Regions from separate parts of the Manis pentadactyla genome. Here region 1 is linked to region 2. The links are chromatin contacts, called in public Hi-C maps. All regions are on one chromosome and are shown on one strand. Each heading gives the region's core, a stretch centred on a gene start, on an enhancer-like site or on the middle of the called end of the contact. The rest is flanking DNA. Distances are from core to core; before and after follow the strand shown.

What was found. A called contact is a pair of places that touch in the nucleus more often than the background predicts.
Region 1: a contact with region 2 is called in a Hi-C map of fibroblasts, with 10 times the contacts expected there. The contact joins the promoter of RNF150 here to the promoter of ELMOD2 in region 2. A contact is called at or near these places in 2 of 3 Hi-C or Micro-C datasets (fibroblasts and skin fibroblasts).

What each region holds. Positions count from the first base shown.
Region 1 is chr5:124,611,745-124,616,010 of mManPen7.hap1, reverse strand. It overlaps RNF150 (ring finger protein 150), which reads left to right and starts at 2,328. Exons shown (of 7, transcript XM_036931488.2): 1 at 2,328-2,832. The coding sequence starts at 2,331.
Region 2 is chr5:123,993,963-123,998,624 of mManPen7.hap1, reverse strand. It overlaps ELMOD2 (ELMO domain containing 2), which reads right to left and starts at 2,120. Exons shown (of 9, transcript XM_036930910.2): 1 at 1,977-2,120; 2 at 701-848. The coding sequence starts at 842. It overlaps MGAT4D (MGAT4 family member D), which reads left to right and starts at 2,250. Exons shown (of 12, transcript XM_057503274.1): 1 at 2,250-2,419; 2 at 4,345-4,466. The coding sequence starts at 2,250.

The sequences.
Region 1 (4,266 bases), core at 1,079-3,578, 620 kb before region 2:
CATACATCTATGTGTTTTTAATGATTTCACACTCATTTTTAATCTAATCCAACATCTCATGGTTCTTTATAGCTTGCTTTCTTTCCATATCTATAAACTCCCTCTCCAACCCTAAGATATGGCTCCCATCATATTCAGTATTTTACTTATTTAATTATACAGTCTCCCATCCAGGATGCTGCCTCCTTGATCCTGGCATCTCTTCAGCCTCTACCTTTCCCAAGGGAAAGAATGGGTAAGTGGTAGTTATGTATTCTTATTGCTACAGATCACCCAAGTATTGTGACCAGAGGAAAATTAGTAAGAGACAAGAGAGGTTTGGGGAGCCATCTTGGTTTGCTGAGGCATCTGTACAGAACCTAGCTATGGGTTTTAGCCACATGGACTGTTCCCCAGAGCTCCGGTGGCTCAGCAATCAGCAGCCAGGCAGTCTCCACGTTTGTCTCTTGGCTAGGCACTATAAAAAGCACTGTCCCCATTGCCTCGAAGCCCATTTTCTAAAATGAATAAGTTAGGAAAGCACACAAAACTAGCACCTCAAATGCCACAGAGACAAATTCATCTAAGTAGTTCTTGCACAGGCTTCTAATTTGGGCACACCTGGGGCTCACTGCTCTCCCGATAGCCAGCAACCGTTTGTACAGCTGCTGGGAAAGAATTGCTGGTGGACTGTCATGAACGGAAAGCTGCAAACATACTAACGTCCCAGGGAAAGGCAGACTTTCGTTCTCACAGTGCATTGGGTCCCGGGCTCCCTGAAAGAGTGCCAGGTGGCAAGTACAACGTGAGCGATTGACAACCATCCCACAAATTGTTTTAGAGTCTTTATAGGACAGGTATCTCGATCCAGGGAAACTGTTGGAGGAAAGGATCAGTTAAACATTTAATTGGTAAGGAATTGTGCTGTGTCACAGTGTTAAAAGCAGTACTCTAGAGGCACTGTGCTCTCTGGGACTAGTGTGAGCTCTATGCACAACTGGAAAACACACAATAAACAATAACCACCCAAATCAACCACCCTAGTCTGTTGATGCTGTGAGTCTCCTGCCACCAGTCATGACAACCAGAATAAACACAGTGGAAAAACTATTCTCTCTCACCCAGTTTCCTTCCTTTACAGCCTTAGAAAATATCCATTCTAGAAGAAAACAAATGTCACATGTTCACTTACAGATGGGAGAAAAGAAGCCCAATCCTACACTCACCCTAACAGAGTGGTCCCTAATCGTGCAGCCACAGCAACACCCAGGAATTTCCTAGGAAGATATATGCTGGAGCCCTGCCGGAGACATCCAGCAGCAGAAACTCTGTGGCAAGGCCCATCATTCTGAGTTGTAACAACCGCCAGGTGATGCCCGTGCACAGTAAAATTTGATAGTCCTTACCCAAGATGATACTCCAGGCATGCTGTTGGAAGGACCTCGCCACCAAGCTGCCTTACCTTTTGGCCCAAGGCTGGGTAATTAGGGAGCTCACTGCAGTTCCTTCTGCAAATGGGGATATTGTTTACTATAGGCTATATTTAAAGCGTATCTAGTTATTTTGTGATCACAGTCGCTTCCCCTTTTGCCTCCACCTGAAGTCGCAGATCGGGTTTAACCTTAGACCCGGCAGGGGTCGCTGCTGCCCTTAATGAGAGACCGAGGGAGCGTGGCAAACGAAGCCCAGAATCTTTGACATCACACTAAGCTCCTCCTTGCACGCGCACATTATACACACACACACACACAAACATGCAGACACGCACCGCGTAGTCCTCTCGGCCCGCTCGCTTCCACTACCCTCGAGCCGGGCCCTCCCGTGGCAAGTCGTGCGCGGCGCAGGCAGCGGCGAACAGAGGGGCGCGGCGCCCGCAGCCCGAGGGAACCGGCGCGCCTGCCGCCGGACCTGCTCGCCGAGCGCGGGCGTCAAGGGGCCGGGACCCCGACGGCGGCACCCCGGGCTTGGAGCGGCCGTCCCCGCCCCCGCAGGCGCGGCCGCCACCTCTCCAGCTCCTGGGGCCCCGGCCACCCTTATGAGAGTAGGAGAGGCCGGACGAACGAGCAGGACGCTCGGCCGCTGGACTCCTCGCAAGCCCCAAGCACCCGCTCCTCCCGCTCCTCCGGCACCCGGGAAGCGACATGCAGCCGCCGCGCTCCGGGTGAAAGGGGCAGCGGCTGGCGCCACCCGCTTGCTCGCAGAGCAGAGCTCGCGGCGGCTGCGCGACCCGGCCGCGGACCCTCGGGCCCAGGAGTGAGGAGGAGGCGGAGGAGCGGCCGGCCGGGGTTTGGGGTGCTGGGAGCAGGGACGGGGCGGCCGGAGGGCGCGGGGGCGGGAGGGGGCCCCGGCGGATGAAGATGGCAATGTCTCTCATCCGAGCGTGCCGCAGTCTGGCTCTCTCAACATGGCTGCTTTCCTTTTGTTTCGTTCATCTGCTTTGCCTGGACTTCACCGTGGCCGAGAAGGAGGAATGGTACACCGCCTTCGTGAACATCACCTACGCCGAGCCCGCGCCGGACTCCGGGCCCGGGGCGGCGGGCGGCGGCGGCGGCGGCGGCGGCCCCGAGCTGCGCACCGAGAAGACCGAGTGCGGGCGCTACGGGGAGCACTCGCCCAAGCAGGACGCGCGCGGGGAGGTGGCCATGGCCAGCTCGGCGCACGACCGCTTGGCCTGCGACCCCAGCACCAAGTTCGCCGCCCCTGCCCACGGCAAGAACTGGATAGCCCTCATCCCCAAGGGCAACTGCACGTACAGGGACAAGATCCGGAACGCGTTCCTGCAGAACGCCTCCGCCGTGGTCATCTTCAACGTGGGCTCCAGCGCCAACGAGACCGTCACAATGTCCCACGCAGGTAAGCGGCCCTGGCGGGGGAGGGGGGCTCGAGGGGGCGGCAGCGTCCAGGGGGACCCAGCTCCCGGCTCCTTTGTGGGAAGTCGGCTGCGTGGAAGGCGCGTGCCTGTGCTTGGACCTACTAAGTTGTGCTCCGCGTCACTTCGGGAGCCTTACAAGGTAGAGAGGAGCAACCGTTTGGGGGAACCAGAGAGTGTGTTCCGCTCAGCTTAGCGCCGCTTGGACGAGGGTTTACCGAGGTGGGCTCATTTTTCCTAGGCGGATCTGGGAGGTGAAGTTTGGAGGGCAGGTCTCCGTCCGATGCTATTCTCAGTTAGGGAGCCGGCAGATCCGATAACCCTTTTCCGCCCTCGGGTGTGTGCATCAGGTATAGTCCTGATGCAGGCGTCTGTGTGTCAGGAGGTGGGTAGGGTTACTGTTACTGGCAGCTCACCACCGCGAACTTGCTCCTTCAAATCAGGTTTCAGCTCTTCCTGGGAGATTGAGTTCCCTCCTGTTGGGTTGACGCACGTGATAAATAACATTAAAGTCCAGGGCTGTCGGACTTGGCTTGTCATCCTTAGAAGCTGACAGGCAGGCACGAAGGTAAATAATAACAATCCTTAGCAAGCCAGGAAGAGCACAGTGGTCCATAAAGTTGTGCCTACTTTTCAAGTTTTGCATTATCCTTTACCTGACTGGGAGGTTAAATATGACAAAGGTTTTCTTTCTGGTGACAATGAGGCGATTTCAGGGTAGAAAGAATATGTTTTTCTTTATGCTAACAGGTTGCCCGGACTAGAAGTAGGTTACTGCCCCCAAACTCGCTTTTTATTCGTAAGCCTGTCATAGGAACCAAAAAAAAAAGGCCCTTACCAGGCTTGTCAGTATAAGCAGCTAGTTTTAGCAGACTCACCTCCCTGAGTCCAGGGCTTTTCCTGTGCTTGAGAGGTGGGTCCTCCTTGCCCAGAGGGGTTCCTGTGTTGAAGTTGTGACATCCAGAGGGAGGAGGAAGGGATAGAAATGACTGATGCATTTTCTGACTGGAGTCACTTATCAAAAATACTTTCCTTAAAAGCCAGGACAGAACCCTTATGCCACTGAAATGAAACACCAAACTTTGACTACATTGGGGTGGGGGTGCATTCTTTGGGAAAAAGTTTTGATTCTGAGATTTGCTATCACCTGTTAGTGAAATACACAATCGGATTGCCTCTGGTAATCACCAGCTGCTTTAAACAAGGAACTTGTCAGCCTTAAACAGGTGGTGCAGAGAAAGTTCAATGCTTCTACAGATAGGCCAGAAAATTAATTAAATGAAGAGATGAGACAGTTAACATCTTAGAAAAGTTATCATAGAGCATTTAGGAACATTGGATATACTTTCTGGAGTGTAACAGTTTTGTGGGTGCAAAGATTGTACTCTGGCCTTGAGTCATAGGAGCACTACTTAAAC
Region 2 (4,662 bases), core at 871-3,370:
AGACATTAAAGAAACAGATAAAATTACTTTTAAAATATTTTTAACCTAATATCCAAAATATCACTTCAACATATAATGAGTATAAACACTTAATGATGTATTTTTACATTCTTTTTTCACATTGTCTTTGAAATCTAGTGTATATATTTCTACACATCTCAATTCAGACTAATTACATTTCAAGTGCTCAACAGTTACTTGCAATCTACTGGCTATAGCACTGGACAGTGCAGATTTTGAGCCTAACAACTTCTGCTAGGGATCACTACATACCTGTTTTTGTCCTTTCATGAAATATGTAACAGATTAACAGATTGATGAAGGATGCTGAGTACAAAAATGGATCTACTTCCAGACTCTCTGCCCCATCACTTGAATGAAATTTCAAAAGGCTTACCGAAGTACAGAGACTTTTCTCTAGAAAACAGATTGTAACTATAATTTAAGGAATAACTGATGAATTTCAGGAGCCAGAGAAGATAATTCTTTACACACATATTAAGTTAAATAATAATGAGTTTCTTTCCTATAAAATCATAGTTCCAGAGCTGAAAGAATTCAAAACCAGATTTCAAAGATTATGAAACTGAGTTTTAAATGATTTGATTAGGATATGCAATTAGTGTATCTGTTGCTATGAATATCGAGAAAAAGTCTTTCAGAGTTAAAATCTTTTCCATTTAAAAAATTCAAACATTACCTATCCTGTGTGTCCTTTGTGCACCTACATAAGTATCAAAAATTCGCTGCAATTCACACTTTCCAGTCATCTGTCGTAAGAGCCATTTCATCCAAAATCGAAAAAAGTGCCCATAGAAGAACTCCCACAGAGAAATAAACATTTTTTCCTGGAGAAGGAAATATACGATAGGTTTAACGACCTTAAAATGGATTTTAAAATGAAAAAAATTACTTTATACAACTCAGCAAATGTCAAATTATGTTTTTCCATTGTGTTTATTTTGTAGTATTGTTTAGGGCTCTAAGAAAACAATGACAGGAGTAATACATACTATTTACATTAATTATAATGATGGCTGGTCAAGTGGTAAGTTTATTACTTTTTAAAAATTAACTGCAAAAATCAAAACATTTATTTAGATTGAAGCTCACACGTCCCTATTTTAATTTTTCATTCTTTCAGAATGGGGCTCAACAGTTTAAGAACAAAAGGAACCCAGCTAAGCAACAATTAAACCAAATAAACCATGTATCAGAATTGCTTTTATAAAGAACAAGCTCTTCTTAAGGCCTATGGATAACTTCAGTTACATTTGTCCCACAGTCAGGTGATGCCCGCAAATAAAAACACTACATATGGGTTACAAATTGAAATATACAAGTTAAACACCGAGCAGATCACACCCTGCTTAACGGCTGGTTTCCCCATTCAACAGGTGAAGGGCAGAAATACTATGAGTAATGACTACGCCGTCGATAAAAATGAATATGCCATAAGAAAAATCACCTCCTAAATGAAGAGGGCTGAAGAGAATGCAAGTGAGGAGGAGTTACTTAAACAAAAATGCCCATCTCCTTCCTGCCTTAAACATTCGCACAGATACATCATCTCTGGACTAGGGCCTGAGAGATTGTCAGATTCGAAATCCCCGTAGTCAGTGCAGAATCAGTGCAGAACAGAAAAGGGCCGAACAGTGACTTTAATTTACAATGAATCCATCTAGTCCGCGCTCATCAGGACAAAAGCATAACTACCAAGAGGAGGGAACCCAAGCTTCGGGGCGCCTGAGCTCCTCAGACCTCGGGGAGTGTCTACGCCGAGCCCCGCTTCCGGAGCCCGGCAGAGCGCATCCCGCGCACTGCCCACCAACGGGAGGAGCAGCTCGCACAATGCGGGTCAACCCCTGCGCCCCACGGATTTTCAGAGGAGCACTAGGGCGTTCGCGCAACCCGCGCGCCCTCAGCGCAGCCGCACCGGAACAGCGCGGGGTGAGAGGAAGAGAAACGGCAGCCACCTCACAGGAGCGGAAGAACTAGGAGGAGCTGGAGCTGCCTCGGTTTCTCCAACTGCAAACAGCCGACAACGGAAACGACGCTCCGCGCAGAGTGCTCACTGCACGCACCGCGACCCGGAAGTCAGGGAGCAAAGCCCGGTGAAAGCCCTCCCAGGGACACTGCCCGCCCCCACCCCATCTTAGGCCCCTCCTATTGGCCAGAGCTCCACCAATTACTAACGCTGAAAGGAGGTTGGGCACAATTGCTCCGCCGCGCGTGCTCGGATTCTAGGGATGCCTGAAGGTTTCCTGGCAACGCCTACTTGGAACTACGCCCCGGGCCGAAGATTGGTCTCTCCTAGTGCTGCTCTGGAGCCTGCTCGCCTGAAACCTCTCGTCGACTCGCAAGTTGAAACCGTGCTTTACTCCCCTACTCCGAGCACGAAAGTAGCAGTGTGCTTTTGGTAACTTCCATCGCGTCAAGGTTACAAAAGAGGTTTCACTTACATTTAATCTTAATTCTGTGAAGTAATTTTTAATAGTCCTACTTTATGGATGAGGAAACGCAATTTACACTTAATGTCTTGCCCATGGCATATATGTGAAAGACAGGGAGAGCACATATGATGAGAAAAGAAGTTTGGGCTTTGTCCTGTAATAAACATTAACAGTTTACTCATCAAATATTTATATCTTAAATGGTTTTGTTTCTTGAAATGTAATTCATGCGCATGATTTTTTAGAAAATTCCAACTTCAAACAGTATATTCATTAATTCAGCAAATAATTGTTGATTGCCTGTTATGCCCCAGGCAGTGTTCCAAAAGTGAGTCATACAATAAACAAATATTTAGGATGTCAGGTGGGGCTAAAATAGGTATTAGTGTGTGTGTGTGGTGGAGGAAGTGGGTTGTTACAGTGTATCGGGGGTGTCTCCGTGTTCAGGTGACATTAGAGCAGTGGTCCTGAGTGAACTAAGAGAATGAACCGAAAGAATATCCGGAGGAAGAGTATTTCAGACACTAGAACTGCAAGTGCAAAGGCCTTCAATCAGGAGCAGACTTCGGAAGTTGGAGAAGTAGCAAGAAAGCTAGTGTGGCTGGGGAGAAAGAGCAAGGAGAGAGTAGAATACAAGTACAAAAGACAGAACACTGAAAAATAACTCCCACGCACCCCAGACTCCCGGCCCCCAGCCCTCTTTCTCAAAAGCAACCAGTATTAGTTTCTTGTCTGTATCTGTAGGAATAATCTATGCAAGTGTATATATGTATATTCCCTCCTTCCCCTTGTTAGCACAAAACAGCAATACACACTTTTTCACACCTTAACCAACATTTTTTTTAAGGTGCTAACCGTAAACCACCAGACATGTTAAGGGTGTATAATAAGCCATCATCCCTGACCCATAGAAGCAACCAACAATCAACCTGGTAATGAAATCTGGACATAAACTACAATAATAAAATCATAGAATCTTAGATCTTGAAGAGGACTTTACGGATCATCTCACTGAATATTTCTTTTTGTACATAAAAATGTCGTGGTAGGTAGTACTAGAATCACTATGAAGCTGAAGATGGAGAAGTAAGAAAGAACTATCCAATTACCTGAGTATGTAATTAGAATGGATGTGATGAAGGTCCTTTTCACTACCAGCGTAAAGCCAAGTGTTTTTAAGGGACAGAGAAGTGTGTCGTTCATATAGTTTTAATTGGCCGTGCAAAATGGAAACCCTGAGAATTGTTCAAACCTTCCTTTGTAGTAAATATCAGGCTTTGTCAGATTCTGGAAGGACACAGGAAATCTTATCTTTCATTAGGAAACGGTAGGAGCAGAAGCATTAGTCTCCACTAACATGTTCTATTAATCCTGGGCAGCCCAGGTGAAAAAAGAGAAGGCTCTTGGAAATAACTATTAACTGTCATGATTCTAACAAGGAAGTGTTCTGATTTAAACAAGGGTGTGTTGTGCTAGGCATTGTGAAAACTGTGCGAGAGGTTCAATAAGCTGACAGAATTTTTTTGTGATACACAGCTTCTTGATCTCACTTTGAGAGAAGTCAGAGTTTGCTTGTACATAAAAGGAATGTAAGATATGTTTATGGTCCTTCCCCAAGAAGCTCTCCAACTCACTGCCACAAGTTGGTGAGATGGGCCTTAGACATGATCACCATCAAAATACATTCATTGTATTATTGACATTACAATAACTTACCTCACAGAGGGAGAAACTCTAATGATTTGAGAGCTGTAGTGGCACATATGACCAACTAGCTGACTGGTTAATCAATCCAACTAATATTCAGAGCTTTGGGCAGTGAAATTTCTAAGTGACTTTGGACCACAAAAAGTATTCTATAAAGGTAAATAATAAATTACTCTCCCTCCAGTACGCTGCCTATAAAAAGGAGGCACAAACACCTTGGAGGACAATTTGGAAGCTGTAAAAAATACGTAATTGGCAGTAGCCTGAGTATGATGCTGAAATCCTATGATTTTAACACATTCACAGGTAATTTTAGACGCTTCTGACACCATAATGTATGTAAATTAGAGGCTTTGAATGAAATGGTAATACTGCCACCTTGTGGTGACTGCCGGGATTTTTGGCTAAAAAAATTGGCAACTAGAGAGCTGGTTTGCCAGCAGGCTGTTGGGCTCTCATGAAAACAGTTCCCCATAATATGAGAGTGGCAAATTATATTAAG